Linked DNA regions of Sus scrofa: all the other regions are linked to region 1. A link is a contact called in public HiChIP or PLAC-seq data. All regions are on one chromosome and are shown on one strand. The core of a region is the stretch at or near the end of the contact, and the rest is flanking DNA. Distances in the headings are between cores, read along the strand shown. Region 1 has its middle 170 kb from the start of SPRED2. Region 2 has its middle 410 kb from the start of MEIS1. Region 3 has its middle 450 kb from the start of SPRED2.

Region 1 (3,310 bases), core at 430-2,929:
TAACTAAGTTAACGGAAGTGAATATATTTTAAAAGGCATCAAAGTGGTATCTATACATAGCGTTTGATGGTTTTTACTCTGTCTTTTGTGTATACCGCTACACATCCATTATGTGAACTATGCTATCCAGAACAATATAGAAAACTCTGGAGCATCCCCAGGTTAGTACAGATGAACCAGTGTGATAAAGAGGATCTTCTGGAGTTGTCAGAATAAATTCCCTTGGATGAGACGGACATGCCACATTATAACAAGTCCAGTGGCCCAACTATCCAAATAAGAGCCTTCTACCCCATTGAAAACCTTGTCAGCAGACAGGACACAGAACTAAGCAGGTAGGCTGGGCGGTTGGAACGCTCTCTTCCTGTTATCTCTTTGCGCATTCCCCCTTCAAAACATTGTGACCTGTCTTCCATACACCCTCGGGTGTGGGATTTACATTTTTAATATTGGCATTTATGACGTGGTGCTTTTTTCTGGTTAATTGGTATCAGAGCAAAATGTTTGCCTCTCTGCTGAAATAAATCTCTTCAAGAGCTTCAATCACACATTCTTTTGTTCTAGCCCTCATTTGAAACGGGCTCTATAAAGCCGTCAGACCACACTACATAATCTTTGGCCTCTCACATTTTTAAATCTGGGGCTTTATGCTTTAATAGCTTTGATGTGCTTACCATTCAGCCTGTTACTTAAACCACGTTCCTCCCTGTCCAACACCCAGCCCTCCCTCGGCCTTACAAGCCTGTACCCTCTGAGGCTGAAAGGATTTATTTATCATCCACAACGTTTCCATAATTTTGGAAACATATGTTTCAAAATTACATTCTGATATCTCATACTATGTTCTTTGTCTTGCATCTGTTCTGTAAAAACAAACAAAACGCACATAATTATATTCCAATGGCTGCAAAGTCTGTTTTCCTCAAGAGTTGGTTCTTCCACAATCAGTAAGAGTCACACAACAAAAGCATTTACACTCCCCTTGATGTCATTGGAATCACATGCTTGTGTTAATTCGAGTTAACCAGTGATAATAGTAAACTTCTACCACATAACTGTGAAACTCTGACTCCTTCCCAAAGTTATCTCAATTCTACAGGATAATCTCTTTATTGAAAAACTGAAGTCTTGACATAGCACTCAACTTGCATGGACAACAACTCAGTAATCTTTTTTCCTCCCAGGGTATGATTTTCATTAAATACAGTTTTAAAAACTGCACTTCTCTACCTGTAATATTCTAGTGGAAAGATAACAAGTCAATGTACAAAAAGTCCCCTCTCCCCCCAAAAAACAAAAATAAACCTGAGTGAACCATAGAGGAGTAATTAGCCAAAATGTATTTCTTTTTTCTACAACTACTCTACCACATATTAGCTCCCTTCTGCCCAGGTCTTTCCCACTACACAAACATTCATACACACACACACACACACACACACACACCATTTAAACATAAAAATCCAATCATTTTACATCCACTGTGTTTTACTAAAATGTTGGATATCAAAATTAGATCAATAGGCATTAAAACATTGAAAAAGCCTCTCAAAACTGAGAACTGCTATTTAGCCCACCTATTAAAAAAAAAAAATTTCAGCATTGAAATGCTTTCTCTCCTCAGGATTCTCCTCTTGTTACCATGATCCTTATACTCTTGGGTAATAAAAGAAATTTTGGAACTGAGAAGAGGGAGAAATCTGATGCCTGTGGTGGTATGCTCGTAGGTATTTAACAACCAGCTTGAGTGAGAAAACAAAAAACAAAACAAAACAAAACAAAACCTCTGATTTGCAGCATTTGCTAATTTCCATGATATACATTTCTCCATCACAGCCAATTTCAACCTACCAGTGTGATGTCACTGAAGGGCAGAGCTGGGAATATCAACACACAGTTGGCCCTTGCAAGGTGGTAAGGGCTGGCTGCATCACTGGATGCCTGTGACTCCTCATGGAGACTGAAAAATATTCCTAGCACCTCTGACACCTGGCAGTCGTTCTAGAGGTAACTGGTTGTTGGCTCTCAACCAGTCTGCTTCTAGAATGGTTTTCAGACACTCTTGCCAATGTCCTGGGCTAAAAAAGCACTTTATACCTATATGAGGTCATGGGTGGAAAGGACAGCACTGGTCACTGAGTTCAGTTGATACATAGCATAACCCACATAAATCCTGGCCCCCATGTGACCAAGTCTCAACATAAAGATACATTAAAAAGAAAACATATTTGGAGTTTATTTTTGTGTATGGTGTTAGGGAGTGTTCTCATTTCATTCTTTTCCATGCGGCTCTCCAGTTTTGCCAGCACCACTTATTGAACAAGCTGTCCTTTCTCCATTGTATATCCTTGCCTCCTTTGTCATGGATGAGTTGGCTATAGGTGCGTGGGTTTAATTCTGGACTTTCTATCCTGTTCCACTGATCTCTGTTTCTGTCTTTGTGCCAGTACCATATGGTTTTGGTGACTGTTGCTTTGCAGTATAGTCTGAAATCCAGGAGCCTGATTCCTCCAGCTCCATTTTTCTTTTTCAGGATGTCTTTGGCTATTCTGGGTCTTTTGTGCTTCCAAACAAACTTCAAAATATTTTGTTCTAGTTCAGTAAAAAAATGTCCTTGGTAATTTGATAGGGGTTGCATTGAATCTGTATATTGCCTTAGGTAGTATAGTCATTTTGATAATATTAACTCTTCCAATCCACAAGCATGGTATATCTTTCCATCTATTTGCGTCATCTTGGATTTCTTTCATCAGAAAGACACCACACTCAGTGTCCATGACTCCCTGCGTGGGCACAGTTCTCCCAATATGACTGCTTTTATCCATTTCCAGTGAATTATATTCTCTATCCTGTTACACTAATACAAGGTATTTGTCAATGCAATTTCTGCAGTGTCACAATAATAATGAGAGAGCATTTATCTAGTTCCCTTGCTATACCAGCTGAACAACTTAACACCTAGAGAATCACATAAGTTGTGGAGCCGAGAGACAAACCAGGATGGAGGGCACAAGTACACTGTTCTTTACCACTAAACTCTACCAGTGATCAGGCCTATATAAAGAAAAGCCATTGAGGGACACTGGCCAAGACAAACATCCTTTCACTCAGTTTCCTCATCTGTAAAGTGAGGCTTATAATAGTACCTACCTCATAAGGTTTGAAGGAGCCTAAGAACTTTCTGTATACTCAGTTCTTAGAACAGTGCCCAGCACATAATAAGAGTGATTATGTTAGCTACGTGTCAACTAGTTAAGTGTTAACTAGCACTATCAGCTCCACACAGCCTATAAAATCCTATACCCTTTGT
Region 2 (3,310 bases), core at 607-3,106, 320 kb before region 1:
GCTCACGTGACTGCCTCCTCCACCAGAGGAAAAGCTCCTCAGATGTCCTCTTCTTCTGTACCTAATTGTATCTAGTACAGTGCTTGGTACACAGTACTCAATAAGCAGGGGTTGAGCTGAAATGAACAAGGAACATCTGTATGACAATTAATAATTGACCATGTAGCTCCATATTAATTATTGAAGGGTTATAACAACTTTGCAAAGCAATTATTCTCGTAGCTCTACTTTCTTGAATGCTCCCTACTAATCAAAATCAGTGTAACTATGTCTCTCACTTTACAGATTAGGGAAGTGAGGTTCAAAAGTTAAGAGATTTGCCTGGGTTATACAATTAGCTACTAGAAGCCTCCCAATCCTGGTCGGTTTCTGATATAAAATGTCGCCATCCACAACAAATTAATTCCTTCGTAGTCAGCGAGTGTGAGAAAGCATTAATGATTATAATATTAAGTATTACAACAGTATTTATAGTACAGTGATGATAACATATGAATTATTATTATTATTTTGTCTTTTTAGGGCCGTACCCGGGGCATATGGAAGTTCCCAGGCTAGCGGTTGAATCTGAGCTATAGCTGCTGGCCTACACCACAGCCACAGCAATGCCAGATCCGAGCCAGGTCTGCAACCCACACCACAGCTCATAGCAATGCTGGATACTTAACCCCCTGAGCAAGCTAAGGCTCGAACCTGTGTCCTCATGGATACTAGAAGGGTTCATTAACCACTGAGCCATGAGAGGAACTCATATATTATATTATTCCTATTATTATTACTATTTTTAGCTCCTCTGTCCTGAGTCAGGCCTTTACCATACAGTCTCTAACACAAGAACCTATAGGATATCTATCATTATTCCCATTTTATAAATGATGAAACTGAGAATCAGAGAGGTTAATTAATTTACCCAAGGTCACAGAGTAAGAAAGAGACATTGTCCAGCTCCAAACTAAAGTCTGTCTGTAGCCAAAGCTGGAGTCCTTTCTCCCATTCTCTTCTGCCTTACACAGCCCCAAAGTCAGCCCCAAAATGCTATCTTGCCTAAATCTTCATCTTAAATGTTCTGAAACTCTGAAAGCCAGAAAAAAAAAGTTTTGTAATATAAATCCTGAGAGTCACCATATTTATCAATTATTCATACTACTCATTACTTGGGGAATAAATAAGAAGGTGAACAGAAAACAGAAAGAAAAGATATTCATTCAACCTTTCACATTTTAGCACATTTCACCATGTGCTGCTCCCTGTTCTAATGACCGGGGGGATAAAGAAGGGAAGGAAACAGAGGAAATCTTGATCTTCATGGAACATCTATTCCAGCCAATCCCTGACCTCTGTGGTCCCTGCAGGGAAATCCCCTCCAGTCACTCAGAGATGTTCCCGCCTTTACAAATTATGCTCATGCTCTCAAGCCCCCAGGTCCAGGGAGAGGTAGGTCATTGGAATCAGAACCTGCACAGAACTGTCTAGGGGCTGGATTTTTATAAGGCTTAGGAAATTGTACCCACACAGCCGCTTGAGAGAATTTGCAGCCATCACTCCCATCAGAGGAGTGTGCACATGTGAAGAAAGCAGATGGTGAGCAAGCCTCAGAACACCGAGGCTGAACCACACATGCTCACAAGATCCACTGATCTCCCAACCTCAGCTTCAAGTTTACAGTGTGCTGAATTAAAGGGTTATGTTGAGATGTGCCTTTCAACCTCAGTCATCAGGAAGGCTGTGTTTCCTTTTAAAAGGCTTTTGTAACCCTGCCCACCCCTCCTCCCACAAGGGCAGTCATCCTCACTGCCAAGCCTATTTTTATGGTTCGTCTCCAAAACAAGTGCAAAATAGTGTTGGCCTCCAATGAGCCCTCCCTCTCACTGGCCATTGGGACACCATCTGCAAGTTGAGTGGGAACAGTAAACACTGCAGGTTAAGTAACTCATTACTAATATTTTCCTTGAGCTCTGAAACTTTTTAAACAAACAACAACAACAATTGTATCATAATAACCTTCCAGAGGTTAACAGCCGGCAGGTGGTCCAGCTCAGCGAAATGAAAACCAGACAGCTGTTTGATTATAAACTGTTGACTCTCATGGAGATCTGGGGAAAACTTCTTGCCGAAAAAGGGTCTTCTCTTAAAAATCCCTAATGAAACAACACATAAATGTCAAAATGACAAAAATAAGGAAGTGTGTCATAGACTAAGCATTTTAATGTCTTTTCTGGCTTCCTCCAGAGTGTACTCTGGATCTAGCCACATTTAATGGCACAGATTCTTAAAGAGGTGGTGCACAGCATGAATTTTTATGACCCAAATAAAACTTGGAGAGGGTCACTTTCTCTGCCATAGTCACTGTCCTCAACAGATGTGTGGGAGGCTCACATTTCAAATCAGCAACTGTCCCAGCATTTTACCTGGACCCAGAGGCTACACAGAGTGCACATGTGAAGATGTAAGAAAACCCTGAGGTGAGGAGCATTACCCTGTCTGTCTCCAAGCCATTAAGACATTGCAAGGATTCCCCTGGGAAGCCTTGGCAAAGCTAGAGAAAATTCCAAGGGCTGATAAAATGGTTCGAGAATGGTGGATGAAAAGTTTCTAATAAAAACCTTATATTAGCACCATACGGCCCCACAGATTGATGGCTTTAACAGTCTTTTTTCCTTGATGATGAAATGACACGCAGGAAAATTACTCTCTAAATCAGTATTTAATTACTGGTGTATTATATTACAATCAGGAACATTTCAGAACGTTCAGCAAACAAAGTTCAACCTTTTTATACTGAAATCTGCAGCAAGTGGTGAAATGCAAAAATCCTAGGATTCCAAGGAAAAAGAAGCTATGCAATGATAATGACCGGGGTTTTTTTGGAAAAGGAACAAAAATGAAAAGGGTGCAAAAGAACATTTCACTGCTCCTAGTTTAGTTGCAATAATTTAATAGAAAGGTAAGATCACAGAGTGTGAAAAAAAGCAGTTTTTTGGTTTGACCCATGTTTGATGGAGTGTTCTGACATGACCGTATAAGCAAAAGGTGGCAATGAGCCACATCCCCAGAAATAGAATGGAGGGAAGGGAATAGGAAGAAAGAAAGAGAGAGAGAGAAAGGAAGGAAAGAAGGAAGGAAGGGGAAGGGATGAGGGGAGGGGAGGGAAGGGAAAGAAGAGTCCAAGACAGCAGACCCTTGATACTTTTGTTAGATATTTTTTTGTTAGTTCGTAGAAAGAGGAATATTGAGGGCATTATGCGTCTTTCTGATAAAACAGAGTGTAAAACTCTATTTTGAGGGCTTTTCATATCATCTTAGAGACAGA
Region 3 (3,310 bases), core at 332-2,831, 280 kb before region 1:
AAGAGATGCCTATTAAAGAACAGTATTATAGGCCAGTCCATCCACATGGAATCCCAGACTCCATCACTTCTGAGTAACCACAACCATAGTTTCAGACAGTTCTGATTGGCTTCACTGTCCTTGACCCTTCTGAGGATATGGTTGTTACCTCCTTGTCCAAATTATAACACACTTTCTGTTTATTAGTCACAACCTGATTTTTCTGACAATGTGAGGAAATCTTCTCAGCCCCAAATGTCTGCCAATGATTTGTGGGTGGCAGGTAAGCATATTAGCAGGCTATATTTAACATAATTTGAAATTGCATTGTCTTTCAGTAAAAACCAGCTGTTTCCAGATGTCATGAATCAACCTTTATGTCGGACTGACGTGGTAGTTACAGGAAACATCTTGTGATACTGTCATGTGTTACTGGGAGCTTCTTGGACTAGATTATTTGCAAGTCAGAACCTTCAGCTTTCTAGTGAATTGTTATTTGGATTGCTTCAGTAACCTCCTGTTCAGATATGACAATAGGTTGACAATCCCATGGCTCATCTGCCCCATTTGGTTCTCTCACAACCACAAAGCTGCAGCCTGTTCAGTATTAGGAACTTCAAAAACATTTGCCAACAATTCAATCACACATCATCTCTGAGGAACACACTCAGTGAGAGCTAATTGGTACTATTGTCAAGCCCAAGAATATTTTATTTGCTTTTCCTGGAATTACTTATCTTAATTTTTCAAATCCTGAATTTCCTTCTATTTCTGTAATGTTTTGAGTACTGAGTTAATTTTTGTGTGCATTTGTCAATTATTCCCATCAACTTCTCTTCACTTAAGTCGCTCAATGTAAGATACTAATTAGCTGAGCAATTTTATTGTTTAGTCTGTCAGATCCATGGTTATTTTTATACCACATAAGTCTTCCCAGGATTTTGGTGGCTTTGCCAAATTCCTGTCCCTTTGTTTTACTACCTTTCACCCTATTCACCCCTTTACTGCTATGATGTGGATTAAGTTAAGTCATTTTTCTTACTGCTGTAACAATCTTATAGTAAATGCTTTATGAATATTATTTTAGGCCTGACATGTCATTTGGCTACTGAAGTAATGCACAATGGTCTAATTAATTGTAGAGAAGGAAATTTGGGAAGTATGCTGTCTTTTTTGGGGTCAGAGTATGAAAGAAATTCAAAGCCAAGATGAATGTAATCCTTGCAAACAAATTTTTAGTACTACAGTTTTCAAAAACTTTCAGAAACAGCTTCAATATTTTACCTTTCTTCCCTATTTTCAAGCTACAATACTCTTTCAACCGTTATCCAAATTTCCATTCTCTGCTCCCAGATCCAAGCACTCATATCTGATGGTATATTCATTTCTGATTCAATAACTAGGCTTCTATGACTAGTTTCAGATCACCACATTTTACTCACTTAGCCTGACTGTCCATTGAAGATATTTGGTAATAAAATGTGGCCACCTTGCAGGTCTGCACACTGTCACCTCAATTCCTGGTAGAGAGGTCTCCAACAGCTGTGCATTTACTGGCTCTTCCTTTAATGCCCTCTCAGCAATCTGGCTCAAGCGGATGACCGACTCTGTCAGCCAGAACACTTTGGACAGTCACAGCTCACTAGGCTTGGGTGTGCCTTAAATCGCTGGTTCCAGGCCATCGGGCCCAGCCAGCTACTTGAAACTATTTCCAGCATGTTAGGCCATTCCTAAATGAAAAGACTATCAGTCTCCTCATGGACTCACCTCTAAGTCTCCTTTCCCTGCACAGTAACTACTCTGGCACCATAATGAGCTAGTAAAACCTTTATGTGGTATCCGAACTGTGGGAAGTGACAGTGGCAGAGTTTGCCTCTCATGCACAAGGACACTGAGCTGGGTTTTGAGAGGTCTGTAATGAGTATAATTACTTTATTTTGATTGCTGAGGTTAACAACATGGGCAATGCCCAAGCATATTACCATCATCAATTGATGAGCTGGAGTTTTAAAAATCTGATTATATGACATGTGTTCAGCCATATCACCCTCTGCGCTGCTACTGGGGAATAACTAATGCCTTGTTCCTGAAGACATTAAAATAACTTTGCCATGATTCTGTGCCAGGTGTGAGTAAACTAAAGAAAAGAGCTCCCCAAATACTCCGCCATATGGTTGTATTTGTGTTTGCAAGAGTGCCATTTTAAACCAGCATCTAAGAGGGCAAGAAGCTCATCCTGCAGTTGATTGGGCATATGACAGCTGAGTTCAAAATAATGTGACACAGTCAGCTCTTCCCTGTGTTAACCCCCAGAAGGAACTAATAAACAAGTAGTTCTTAACTGGACCATGTGGGCCATGTCAAAATTCAGCCAAATTTTGATAAATGCTTTTGGTTGTCACAATGGGTTGTGGGAACGTGGGGGGAGAGGAGGAGTATACTACTAGAACATAACAGGTAGAGGCCAGTGATGCTATTAAACTTCCTACAATGCACAGCACTGCCCCCACAGCGAAGAACTGCTTGGCTCAAAATGTTAACAGTGGCAACACTGAAAAATGTTGGGTTAAACCAAAGAAGATGACTTAAGACTGTAAGAGAAGTGCTTAAGAATATCCAAAAATAACAAGTTCAAACAGTTCTACCCATTCAAAATTATTCAATTATTTAAGGATTGCAAAAATTTCAAAACGGCAAGCATCAGTTGTGGGAGTATTCCCAAAATTAAAAGACCTCAGCTTGTCTTTTCAAAGTTAAGCATTTTCAGCATGTGGAAAACTCCCTGGAATTAGGACTTAGGGTCTAAATGAACAATCTGCCTTTATTCTAGTACCAAAGGCTCTTTCTCCTAAATAAAGATAGGAGAATGAATCCTCCGACCCCCATCCCCGCCCTCCCACACTTACACCAGGACTCCCTCATGAAATCATGTTGCATGTAAGATAGCCAACAGGCAGAATTTTGCTTAAAAATGATCACTGTCCAAGATTATAAAATGTGGTCCCAACCCACAGCAGTGAAAAATGAAGGGCTAGCTTTGTCTTGCAATTAGACCTATGGCTTAATGTATGTTAAAATAGGTTACTGTTGCATAAATTCTGACTCTTCCCAAAATTATTCGCTTCCTTGTGTGCTGTGCCTCCAATAAGTGAAATAAAATCTAAGGTTAATTCTTGACCATTTAAAATGTAAATATTACTTGCAGAGGTGGACCTTTAATGATTCAGGTCTTAGTGCGAAGAAGTTACAAATGTTTGCTGGATTTCTTACATCCATTCCTGATGACCATGGGAAAGGCAAAGAAATAAAGCTACAGATGAAGAAGGCTCAT

What was found. HiChIP or PLAC-seq counts read pairs in DNA pulled down with a chosen protein or histone mark.
Region 2: an H3K27ac HiChIP or PLAC-seq map of skeletal muscle shows a contact between it and region 1, with 3 times the contacts expected there. The contact joins two enhancer-like sites. A contact is called at or near these places in 1 of 47 Hi-C or Micro-C datasets (embryonic fibroblasts) and 1 of 2 datasets of contacts at active chromatin or transcription factors (skeletal muscle).
Region 3: an H3K27ac HiChIP or PLAC-seq map of skeletal muscle shows a contact between it and region 1. The contact joins two enhancer-like sites. A contact is called at or near these places in 1 of 47 Hi-C or Micro-C datasets (epiblast stem cells) and 1 of 2 datasets of contacts at active chromatin or transcription factors (skeletal muscle).

Annotation. Positions count from the first base shown.
Region 1 is chr3:76,359,167-76,362,476 of Sscrofa11.1, forward strand. No RefSeq gene overlaps it. Among named protein-coding and RNA genes, the nearest start is that of SPRED2, 170 kb to the right of the region's middle. Within about 2 kb of position 1,680, at least 1 of the 83 cell types and tissues checked has an H3K27ac peak or open chromatin away from gene starts, as enhancers often do. A contact at or near this core is called in skeletal muscle, where this site is marked.
Region 2 is chr3:76,035,800-76,039,109 of Sscrofa11.1, forward strand. No RefSeq gene overlaps it. Among named protein-coding and RNA genes, the nearest start is that of MEIS1, 410 kb to the left of the region's middle. Within about 2 kb of position 1,857, at least 10 of the 83 cell types and tissues checked have an H3K27ac peak or open chromatin away from gene starts, as enhancers often do. A contact at or near this core is called in skeletal muscle, where this site is marked.
Region 3 is chr3:76,077,365-76,080,674 of Sscrofa11.1, forward strand. No RefSeq gene overlaps it. Among named protein-coding and RNA genes, the nearest start is that of SPRED2, 450 kb to the right of the region's middle. Within about 2 kb of position 1,582, at least 2 of the 83 cell types and tissues checked have an H3K27ac peak or open chromatin away from gene starts, as enhancers often do. A contact at or near this core is called in skeletal muscle, where this site is marked.